2 separate regions of the Gossypium hirsutum genome follow, and region 2 is linked to region 1. Evidence: chromatin contacts called from public Hi-C data. All regions are on one chromosome and are shown on one strand. The core of a region is the stretch at or near the end of the contact, and the rest is flanking DNA. Distances in the headings are between cores, read along the strand shown.

The links. A called contact is a pair of places that touch in the nucleus more often than the background predicts.
Region 2: a contact with region 1 is called in a Hi-C map of leaf, with 2.5 times the contacts expected there. The contact joins two enhancer-like sites. A contact is called at or near these places in 10 of 34 Hi-C or Micro-C datasets (anther, callus, fibers and 3 more).

Annotation. Positions count from the first base shown.
Region 1 is chrD13:43,886,324-43,891,961 of Gossypium_hirsutum_v2.1, reverse strand. No RefSeq gene overlaps it. Among protein-coding and RNA genes, the nearest start is that of LOC121226073, 56 kb to the right of the region's middle. Within about 2 kb of position 4,096, at least 3 of the 9 cell types and tissues checked have an H3K27ac peak or open chromatin away from gene starts, as enhancers often do. A contact at or near this core is called in leaf, where this site is marked.
Region 2 is chrD13:44,093,227-44,098,814 of Gossypium_hirsutum_v2.1, reverse strand. No RefSeq gene overlaps it. Among protein-coding and RNA genes, the nearest start is that of LOC121225066, 12 kb to the right of the region's middle. Within about 2 kb of position 4,279, at least 5 of the 9 cell types and tissues checked have an H3K27ac peak or open chromatin away from gene starts, as enhancers often do. A contact at or near this core is called in leaf, where this site is marked.

The DNA of each region.
Region 1 (5,638 bases), core at 2,847-5,346:
ATATTCATACAATAGTTAATTGATCAGCTTAATGAAGTATAAATAAAAGAAATTTCTCATGAATAAATATATAAGCGTGGTTCCGAAGCAATCTCCGCTTGCAATAGTCTTCACATCGGAGTAGAAAAGATTCTGACTATAGAAACATAAAAAGAAAACTAAAACTGAAAACTAAAGAAAACAGTTTTGCCACGTCCAACCCCCTCTAATGAGGTTATAAAATTGTTTATATAGGCAAACATTAAGGTGCTAGGTGCCGAAAATACCCTTGGAGTGATTAGGGTTTCATTAAGGAAAATAACCCTAAATGGTTGTCCAAAATTCAGCTGAATATTTCCAAGTTTTGTCGTGTCGTCCTGACGTTAGGAAAGCCCTCTTCGCAACTTCACTGTCAAGATACGATTAAATCTTCTCATAGTTTTTCGCTTTGTTGTGAAGAGGGAGAAACCCCGATCATGACACATGGTGGTTTTTAGCTCTAGCAACTTGAAAGTTCTGTGTTGCGACATGGACCCCCTTGTGTTGCGACACGATTGTTGTCCCTTGTGCTTCTTGACTTGAAATGGCACCCTACACACTTAAATAGCCTATTAGTCGTTCCCAAAGCTTGAGTTGGCCCAACGGATCGTCAAAACACTAAAAATTGTGTAAAAATACTTATTTTGCGATAATTTAATGATAAGCTAATAAAACCGAAAATGCAATAAAAGAAGATAAAATGCCTAGAAAATAAGCTCGTTAAGTGCTAAAAAGTACTTAAATTGCCATTACGATTTGTGACAGGTCAATAGTAAAAATGCAATATCACTATGTTAATAGCATATATCTTTATAATTTTTAAAAGACTAAATCAAATTTTTATTATTTTGGAGAGAGCCAAAGTACAATTTTATCAATACTAATTTAAAATTTTATAAATTATAAAAGGGATAAAAAAATAAAATTTTTATTTTAGGGGCAAAGGCTCTGCACATCCTAGTTTCCCGTGAATAAAAGAATAGGGATTAAATTTTGTTTAAAATCTTATATAAGCATTAGATTTGAATGGGTTTAAAATATAAAATTTAAGGGTTAGAATTTAACTTCAAATTCGAACTCTATGTTAAAAGTCATCTAATTAATTAAAAATAATGAATATATATCAGAAAGAAAGAAAAGAGTAGAACAATGAGGGCCAGCGCAGGCTCTTGTTGGACTTGGCATGGCAATTGCCCACCGACAGTTTTTTATTTAAAATTCCGTACAACCCCAACAACACAATCGACATAACCAAAGCAACCAGCTTTTTAGTACTATTTTCAATTAAATAAAAAAATTTTAATGGTATTATTGACGATTGAAATTTGAAATGTTAAAAAAATGTTTTTATCATTAAATATTTAAGGATAAATTGATTTGGAAACAAGTTTAGTCATGTGCATTTTATTAATTTGATTCTAAATCTAAAAATTTAACAAATTTGACACTTATTATTTACGGAATTGCAATTTAATTTTACTTCTAAAAAAATTAAAAAACTCTAATCCTAAACATTTACAAAATTTGTGAATTTGAATAAAACTTCATTCTTCTAGTAAAATTGTTTTGAATCTGAAAACAAATATATCAAATGACAATGACGCAATTACTTTTCGGGTTTTTACGGGCTGTCAGGTTGGAGCATATTATTTCTTTTAAATACTTTAATTACAAATATGTTTTGATATTATACATTTTTAAAAACATAATAGAATAATTTAGTTTAATGGTTATATTTTATTTTTAGATGCACTAAAAAAATAAAACTTATTTAAAATATCAAAATCTTATGCTGACAGTATCAAAATATATGCATCGATATTGAATTAATGCATTAAAACACATTAAAATTTTGAGTGAAACAAAACTTGAGATATTAGATACGGATGCAAAATAGAAATAGATGTCTCTTTTCAAACCTCTAGTTTTACAATTGCTAGCTAGTTGTTATGCTTATTAGTGAAAGCAGTTGAAATTGGCTCCAAAATTGTGAAGTTCTTCAGTTGACGGCTCAGCACTTGCAATTTCCATCATATCTAATTCAATTTTTCATGTGATCTAAAAGGTTTAACTTCTCACACTTTCATTTTTTTTTCTCCAAGTAATCAACTTAAGCTTCTCTTTTACAACTTTTCACTGTATTTTCCTTTTTCTTGTCTTTGGGTTTCATTTTCACTCATTCTTTATATTTGCTAGATTCATGAGTTATTTAATACTTTTTTATATGATATCAGAACCTCTTGCCTGACGTTTGGCTCTGTTGGTATAGACGTCCATAATGGCCACCCACACAGTGAATAATCATTACCATTTTTTCCGCTAAGTAGATTGCCATGTTTCTGATAATTGTCTTGCCCTTCCTCCTATGGTGAGTAATAAAACTAATGCGTTCAAGTAGGTGTTTGCAAGCCACATCCAAGAATTCAAAGTTGGTTTAAATGGTTCTTAATATATTGCAACAAGGAAGTTTTTGTCAAATCGATCTTGTAGGCATAACCCACTTATGTAAAGAAGTGTGTTCTTACTCCCTAATTCGGTTACTAATGCAGTAATTGTTATTTGTAGATTTTGGTGGGTAGAGAAAAACGAAGACCGTGAGTGGAGAATGTTAGCTCAAGACACAGTTAGAATGCCGAAAGGTATGAGAGCCTTAGCTTTCGAGATGTATGGCTCTTTGACCTTACTCTCTTAGAAAAACAAATGTGGACACTACTACTTCATAATAAGCATACCTTGTATTCTAACCTAAGAGAGTGGAGAAGCCTTTAGTCGTTTGGACTAATATATTGTCGGCTTTGAATGCTTTGTCTCGTCTAATCTTTTGAGAAAATAATATGTTTCACAAAGTTATTTTGGAAAAGTTTGATAATGTTTACCATTGCTATTAAATAATATATTTTGAGAAAATAAAATGTCTATTATAGACATGATGTTGTAAAGTAAAAAATTATACATTTAAATTATATTTAATTTCATTAATATTATTATGAAACATATAAACTTAAATAATAATAAAATATTAAAATAATTTATTAAATAATTAAATTTTGATATATAGAATGCATAGAATATATAAATTAGTTAGTATTATGAAATAATTAAGATTAAATTATGATAAATATTATAATTACTCAAAGGACTAGTACATACTTTATTAAGATAGGTTATAGTTGATTTTTATTACGGTCTGATAAATTTGTATCATATGGATTATTGCAAAAATCTATTAGTAAATCGAAGAATCTGTCAAAATAATCAAACTCTTTGAGAGGAGGCTTAGACACGAGTTCATTCCAACAACGGTAGGGATCACCTCTACTCCAATGTCTAATGACCATAGGTGTCAGCGGTGTGGTGCTCCTAGTGAGATTATGGTGAATGCACTTAGGGATTGCCCTCGAGAGACTTTGCAACTTGGAGGTATTAATAATGATTTGTTATTGTCTAATGTTTCCAAGTGCATTGACTGGATGGAGTGAACTTTGTGCATCATGGATCATGAAGCTTTTACGAGCTTCTTGATCTACGGCAACTTTGGAATGTGCGCAATGCGGAAGTGATGCTTGGCCTAGAACATCAAGGGGCTTGCAATCTGAATGTCGTATCCATAATTTGAGCAGACACAGTCTCTTGCCTCATAGACGGTGACTTGTTGGATGGAGAGTGCAAAAGGAATCAGCACTAAACATAAAATTTCACCAACTCACTCAGGTACATGTTTTCAACCTTCTCATATAATGCAAATCTCATCTTCAATTTGTTTTTCTAACGCGGTAGTGAAAATGTGGTTAACAACTCCCAATCACCCCACCGACCACGAAAGAAAAAAATCCAATGCAAAGGAATAAATTATAGGACAAAGTTGTAGGGCAAGCCTTGACAGTTCATTGATTGGAAAAATATAGTTAATTGAGTCGGGGAAACCGTACTATGCCCCATCACGGACAGAATTGTTGAGTAATTATTAATTTGGAAAACAAAGGCAACAATTCATTGTTTGAAAATGGCCCACAAATGTGTAAATGTTGACATAGAAATGGTATCATTAATTAGGGGAAGTGTGGTCAGTCTAGGATAAAGTCAGGAAGAAGGTGGTGCCCTCCACTTGGGGTTATGGAGGCTGTGAAAGTCTGCTCAGAAATCAGCATGCTTTTCTGGATTTTCTCACAGATATGGTTAACAGTTCTATTACTATAAGCGTTGAAGTCAAAGTGAATTTAATTCCATCCCCCTTTTAATTGGCATATTGAATTATTTGGCCCTTTAACTTTACAAAATTTTATTTTAGTCCATTTTATTTTTTCTCTTTTTTAGCCCTTTAACTTGCATTGTTTGTTAAATTATCACAAAATAAATGGAAAAGTTGCATCCACATGTATGCCACATAAACAATTAATTATTTTTTAAAATATTAAAAATACTTTTTGGTATTTTTATAATTTTTAATAATTTTAATGATTTTTAATGATTTTTAATTATAATTTATTTTTAAATTTAAAAAATTAATTAATTACTGATGTGGCATCCATGTGTATACCACATTAACAAAATTAACAAAAATTAATTTTTCAATTTATTTTAGGATGATTTGACAAATAACACTAGTTCAAGGGATAAAAAAATACGAAAAATTAAATGAAGTACTAAAATAATTTTTTTTCTAAAGCTAGAGTGCCAAATAACTTTTAATTTTTATTTCGGTATTAAATATTTGGGATATGGCAATTTGAATGCTCCACAGATTCGGTATTAAAAAAGCCAAAAATTATATTTGGTGTTTTAAAATTTATGGATTACTTTTATTTCTTTTTACTTGAAAATAAATGCAAAATTATATTTTATGCCTTCAAATATTTTCAATATAGTTATAAAATCTACAGTTGATAAGACTTTTAATTATTCAGCATGTATCATTAACTTAATTTTCTCTACTTTTTTCAATCAATTAAATGAATATATTTATCTTAATTATTTTATTAATATTTTTCACTCTATGTCTGGTCATAATGAAGAAAAAACACACACTATTACAATGTTTAATACAAATTAGGCATTACTTGTTTTTCTTTTTTAATTAAATGCATATATACATTTTTTACAATGATGTTTACAAATTAGTTTATTTATGGGTAGATAAATATTCTGCCAATAGATTGCAACATGAATACCTTAAATTTTATCTGGTTATTAGAAAAAACTTATTTAACACACATGTATTAACATGAGAAAAAGTTAGTGTACTAATTTAAGCAATAAATAGCTCATAATGTCATTTTTTCCCATATAAGAAAAAAAAAACCCAATAAATCATTTTTTTCGTCCAATTAGATCACTATGGAGTTTCTAGCATTTGAGACGTTCATATCCCCAAACAAGTGTAAGAAAAAAAATCATATCTCGTATTACAAATAAAAAAAAATTTCATGTTGACAGTGTGCCTACCCCATTAGAAAAGGAAAAGGAAATTGAACTATGATGTTTTCAGCTAGTGGTGATTATGGGCTGGGCCAGGCCCAAACAAAATTTTAGCTCCGTTTTTTAAGTCTAGGCCCTGCTCGGCCCGAAATATGAGCCTAAAAATTTGTCCAATCCCAGTCCGAAAGAAAATTGCTAAGCCCGA
Region 2 (5,588 bases), core at 3,030-5,529, 210 kb before region 1:
AACCCTCAACTCTAAACATATGACTTATCTTTAAAATTTGTGTGTTTGTTGACAAAAATGGCCCTCTTGGTTTAATGGTAAGGTTTTAGCTTACCCATAGGTCCCGTGTTCAAATCATATTGTGTGTAACAGTGGAATTATTTTTGCTTCTCTTTAATGTGCCATCTATGCTCAGAATTTGGATCAAATTCAAATTCTAGAAAATCTATTGGGGATAAAAAATAGGATTTAGTGGATTTTTATAATAATTTTGAGGAATTTTCTCCCCAAAACACTCCCTCACAACTATTTCTCTCCTACTCTATTCACTCTTGTCGTCCTCTCCTTCTATATTTCTCTCTATCTTATTATTTCTCTTAGGTTTTTTTCCTTTTTCTCATTTTGTTCTTCTATTCTCTCTTTTCTCTCTATCGTTTTTGCCTTGTTTTCTTTTCTTCTTTCTCAATTACCCTTTTACATAGTTATGATTTTTGTTTCTACACTTTTCCTTATTCAGCCGCATCTTCTATTTTTGGTTCCTGTTGTTTAACTGTGAATTCCTTTGAGCCACTGTCAACCTCTTGTTTTTGGGTGTCAATCTTGAGCACTCGAAAGTGTTTAGCATTATGGCTGCATCTTTACGTAAGTGCTTTCTATTTTTCCTTTAAGGGGTGAGTGTTTTATCCGGGTTTTATTTAAATGGGAGGTAGTGTTTGGGTTGGTTGTTAGTATGTAATCGTGCAGAGTTCAATCATCTTGTGTTTTGAACTAGGTGTGGATCAGGAAGTGCATAACTCTCTTTTGGTGATTTAAGGTTGTTGTCGACTTTTTTCAAAGGGTAAGGGATTGTTTTCCTTAGTAGGGATTGGTTCGGTATTCTAGATCGAATGCCCTAACTCTTGTGGCCAAATAATCTAAATGAGTAGGGGTCAAATTTTGATTTGGATCCGATGTTTTGTGCTAATCAACTTGAATTGGTGTTATTATAGGATTTGGAATTGTTGTTGTTGTGTCGGCATCGCGAAATAGTCAAGTGTGTGACTCTAATTTCAAAAAATCAGTGAATGGTGCGAAGCTGAAAATCACATTACTGACGCTATTCGATCGTGTGTCTGGTCGAGTAAGCCATATGGCCGTGTGCCAGACCGTGTAGGTCTATTTCGTTGGTTAAGTGATCCAAATGTGTGTTTGTAAAACTCTATAATAGTTAAGTGGCCATTTATAAAATCGGTTAAATCGTTAGGTTCTGCATGATGATTAAATGCAAACATTCTGTGCGTATAAGCGTAAAGTTAAGTATGTATAATTGTTGTATGAGTAAGCATGTTTCTATATTGTATTTTCGATTTTCATATTGTACGTTATTTTGATATGTGAAATTGTATACATTATTAGCACATTCTGATCTATCGAGTATATAAGAGCATGTCTAATCTGTGTGCTGAGTATGTATGATGTTTTTGCATATGCATTGGATTGAGATATGATATGTGATGGAAGAAGTTTTGCTAGACTATATTTTACAATTTCTAGCAGTAACACCACAAATGTTTGTATATGGCAATTAAACATTGTATATATATGATTTTGGCTATTTCCACACTATATCTAGCAGCTTGACTGTATATTTCTGTATAGTGACGTACGATTAATAATTTGGTGTGTAGGGTGGGAAGGGTATTTTTACCCTAATTGGTGTGTTAGGATGAACGAATATGGTGTGTAGCAAATGGGGGTAGGATCTGTATTTGTTTTGTGTCATATGTTGCATCACATGATATGTCATGTCATCTGTTAGAGTATGCCCAAAGACCAATCATGAGATGGTTGAAATTACATACTCATTTTACCATGTTATTAATATAAGACATTGTCATTGTTATTTCAGTTTCTTTTTCTGTGTATATAAATAAACTGATCAATAATAAAGACCTAAGAATAATATACTTATTCTTAAAAGGTCCTTAGTCAAGTATTATTTTAGGCTTGGACAATAATAATGCATTTAGACTAATGTGTACTTGATTGATGGCAAAGTGTTGTCATTGACATAGGGATGTAAAAAATGAATACATGAGTATGTCTTAGAGAACAATATATTGGACTGACCCACCATGAGTATGTTTTTTGGATTATTATGTAATAGTTACAAACATTACTCATAGTGATAACTATGTATATGATCCTCAGACTTGAGATCATCATTGTCCCAACATCGCGAGTTGTATATTTTAATATAGTCAAACATCTACCGTAACAGGTTGAACTATAAAGACTGATGTTGGATATACCACAATCAATGTAGTGGGATATGATTGATCAAGATAAGATTTATCCCTCCTACATAATGGGAGAAATATCTTGGGCCACTTGATGGAGTGAGATTAGAAATGCATGGCCATGCTCAAATATGTTAATATGAAATATCACACTTATGTTTATTAGTCTACTCAGAATATTAAGAAATATGATATTGGACTATACAATTGTGACTATACCATGACTTGTGTCCAATGTAGATATAAATGATAAAAGGATATGATACATGAAAAGTTTATCACAGAAATGTTATGTCGAATCACGACTTATTGTAACTTGGGTAGTACTGATGCATTGCTAGATGTCACTCATTGCTTGTAAGATTAGAAATGTTCTAGTATTACTACAAACGTTACAAGAACTTATAGGTTCACACCCAATGGTTAAAGTGAACAAACTTCACAGCAATAGAATGGGCATATACCCTCTTATATACAACTATGGTGGATTCTTATCATTGGCGGATAAGAATCACTTGGCAGATAATATCGCCCGACGAACAATATTGCCTGACGGATAGTATAACCTGGTGGATACGATTCACAACTTTTTTATAGAGTTAATATTTATGAAAGTTAGTATTCTTTTGGAAATAATATAATTTCAATATCTTCCATGATTTTCTCTGTAAAGTAAAAGGAAATTATTCTGTTTTAATATATGATATTAATAAAAGGAAGATAATCCCTGATCATGTGGGAGTGAATAAGTAAGAAAAATTCAAAGGGTCTAGTAGCTGGATTTTGGATTCACTTTGAAAGGGTTCAAATAGTTTTAACTATTTCTTGTTTAACTGGGTGGACTACGTAGAGGCCAAGACAATTTTTTTTGTTGCGACTAGGATTGGCATCACCCAAAGGAATTCAACCAACAACGTTATTCGCCATTCTTCAGTTTTCTAAGGTATATCTTCAACCCTTTTTCAACTAGACTTGATCCTTGTACATGGATCTGTCGTTGATGATTGCTAGAATATTTTTTCCGTTGTGCCACGGGACGTACCATCGATCCAATACCATTTGTGTCTGATCTATTTAATATGTTGCATTGCACAAAAATGTTTTGTTATCCTTGTCTATTTATTTATTGAATCTGTATGATTGTCTAATATCTGTTATGTGCATGAGGGCTAAGTTACACATTAAGCTTTATTAGCTCACCCAATAATTTATCTTCTCAAGTAATCAACAAACTTAGGATCAGGCGGTGTGTGGGAGTCTGGATTGGATTTTAGCTAAATAAAAAGTCTATTTATAATTTTAAACTTAATTCTAGACTTTTTGGACTGTATAAATATTTTGGACTTTATTTTTTGTTTTTGGATTTTCTGCTGGATTTTGTTTTTGATAATTTGTAAATTATATGTTTTCTCATTTTGAAATCATATTTTACAAATTAAGAACTTTAGAATTTCCATTGCAAAACTAAGTAACCAAATAAGTGTTTTTTGTTGTTAAATAAATAAGTTCAACGCGTATTTTTCTGAAAAACTGTAAAAGATTTGTCAAAATTAATATTTTCGAAACACACAATTTTCTAGTTTAAAATATGGAGTTTTAAAACGAGTTTGCGTAATTTTTCAATATTCGACCATAACGTCTAAGTCGAGTGTGAGATATTACATATGATGATAAATTAAATATGTAATAATTATTTATTTGAAGTAAATGATTTTAATAGTTTAATTTAAATAAATAGGGAAGTACAAATTTTAAATAATTGAATAAAATAAATTTGAAATGTATGAAAATTCTGTAAGAATGAAAAGACTCACACGGAAATAAATTACTTTCCAACATTGAAAATACATCAAGATACATGGTAAACACTATGATGAAGTAAATGTCGAATGAATGGTTTTGCGATTACAAGTTAATTTGTTTGGTCAACTGAACTCCATCCACCATAGAGTTAGTACAAAGGATATGGGCCAAAGCCCAAATAAATACATTGAACCGCATCTATCACAGAGTAAGTTTAAAGGATATGGGCCAAAGCCCAAGGTTTAGTTCACAAAGAAAAACAATCACCACCGTGGCAGAGGAGGAGGGGAGAGAGAGCCAAGGTCTAATGAAGCTGTCGTGCAGCTGACCTGAGAAACAGCACCTCCAGAAAATTGCAAGTTTTACGGTTACAAGTTGAAATCAATTTTGTTATACTGATTTATAGAAAGAATTATCTAAGATGAATAGCCAACAAAAATCAAAATTTATATAACAAATCTCATGCCTTAGAAAATTACAACTAATCTATTAAAAAAGATTTAGTAAGAGCAACGAAAGATCAATAATTTTGTCATGAATTTTCTTTAAAGAGTTTATAAATATAATTATAAGTAAAATCACATTCATATTCGTAAATAATACAATCTAAAGTTAAATTAGAATATTTTTAAATAGGGCATGCAAATTATAATTTTTTTTTATTTCAAATAAAGATACTAAAAGAGTTTTTTTTTCAGTATTTGAATCAAGTTTGAATTTTGAAATTGACATTGTCGTGAAGGCTTTACTTGAAATGGATGAAGACAATTGTATTTATACCAAAAAAAATAGAAAACATTTAAGTTGATTAAATATTTCTTCAATTTTAACCGGATGATATTAACAAGAATAACACAATCCTTACTCCAAACTTGAAAAAAAAATTCTGAAGCACTTGCTAATTTTCGCCCAATCAGTTGTTGCAATCTATCTTTACAATTATAGCTTGAATCATGGCTTCAAGGATGAAATTTCTCATTTTGAAAGTTATATAATGTACACAATCTACTTTCTTTGCTGATAGAGCGATACAAGATAATATCTTATTGGCCCTTGAGGCCTTCCATGCCTTTTGTAAAAATGAAAGTGGGAGCAGGAAGGATATACGGCTACCAAGTTAGATCTTGTCAAGACTTGTGAAAAAGTGAATTGGTCCTTCTTCAAGAGACTAGTGGAGAGAATGGGTTTTTGTAAACGATGGTCAATAGGATTCGCGAATGTGTTTCAATAGTTAAATCCATGCTTCTATTTATAGAGGCTAGTAAAGGTTAGTTTATTTTAATAAGGGGATTATTGCAAGGAGACCACTCTCCCCTACCTCTTTCTCCTGGAGGTAAACATGTTTTCAAAGCTTTTGGAAAAAGCCGAACTACAAGGTGATCTTAAAGCATTTAAAATCAATCAAAGATGTTGTACACTATCACGTACACTTTTTGTTTGCAGACGATTATCTATTTTTCACAAGTGTGACAAATCGAAGTTGTGAAGTTATTTTTACTGTTCTTAACCCGTTTTAAGATGTTACGA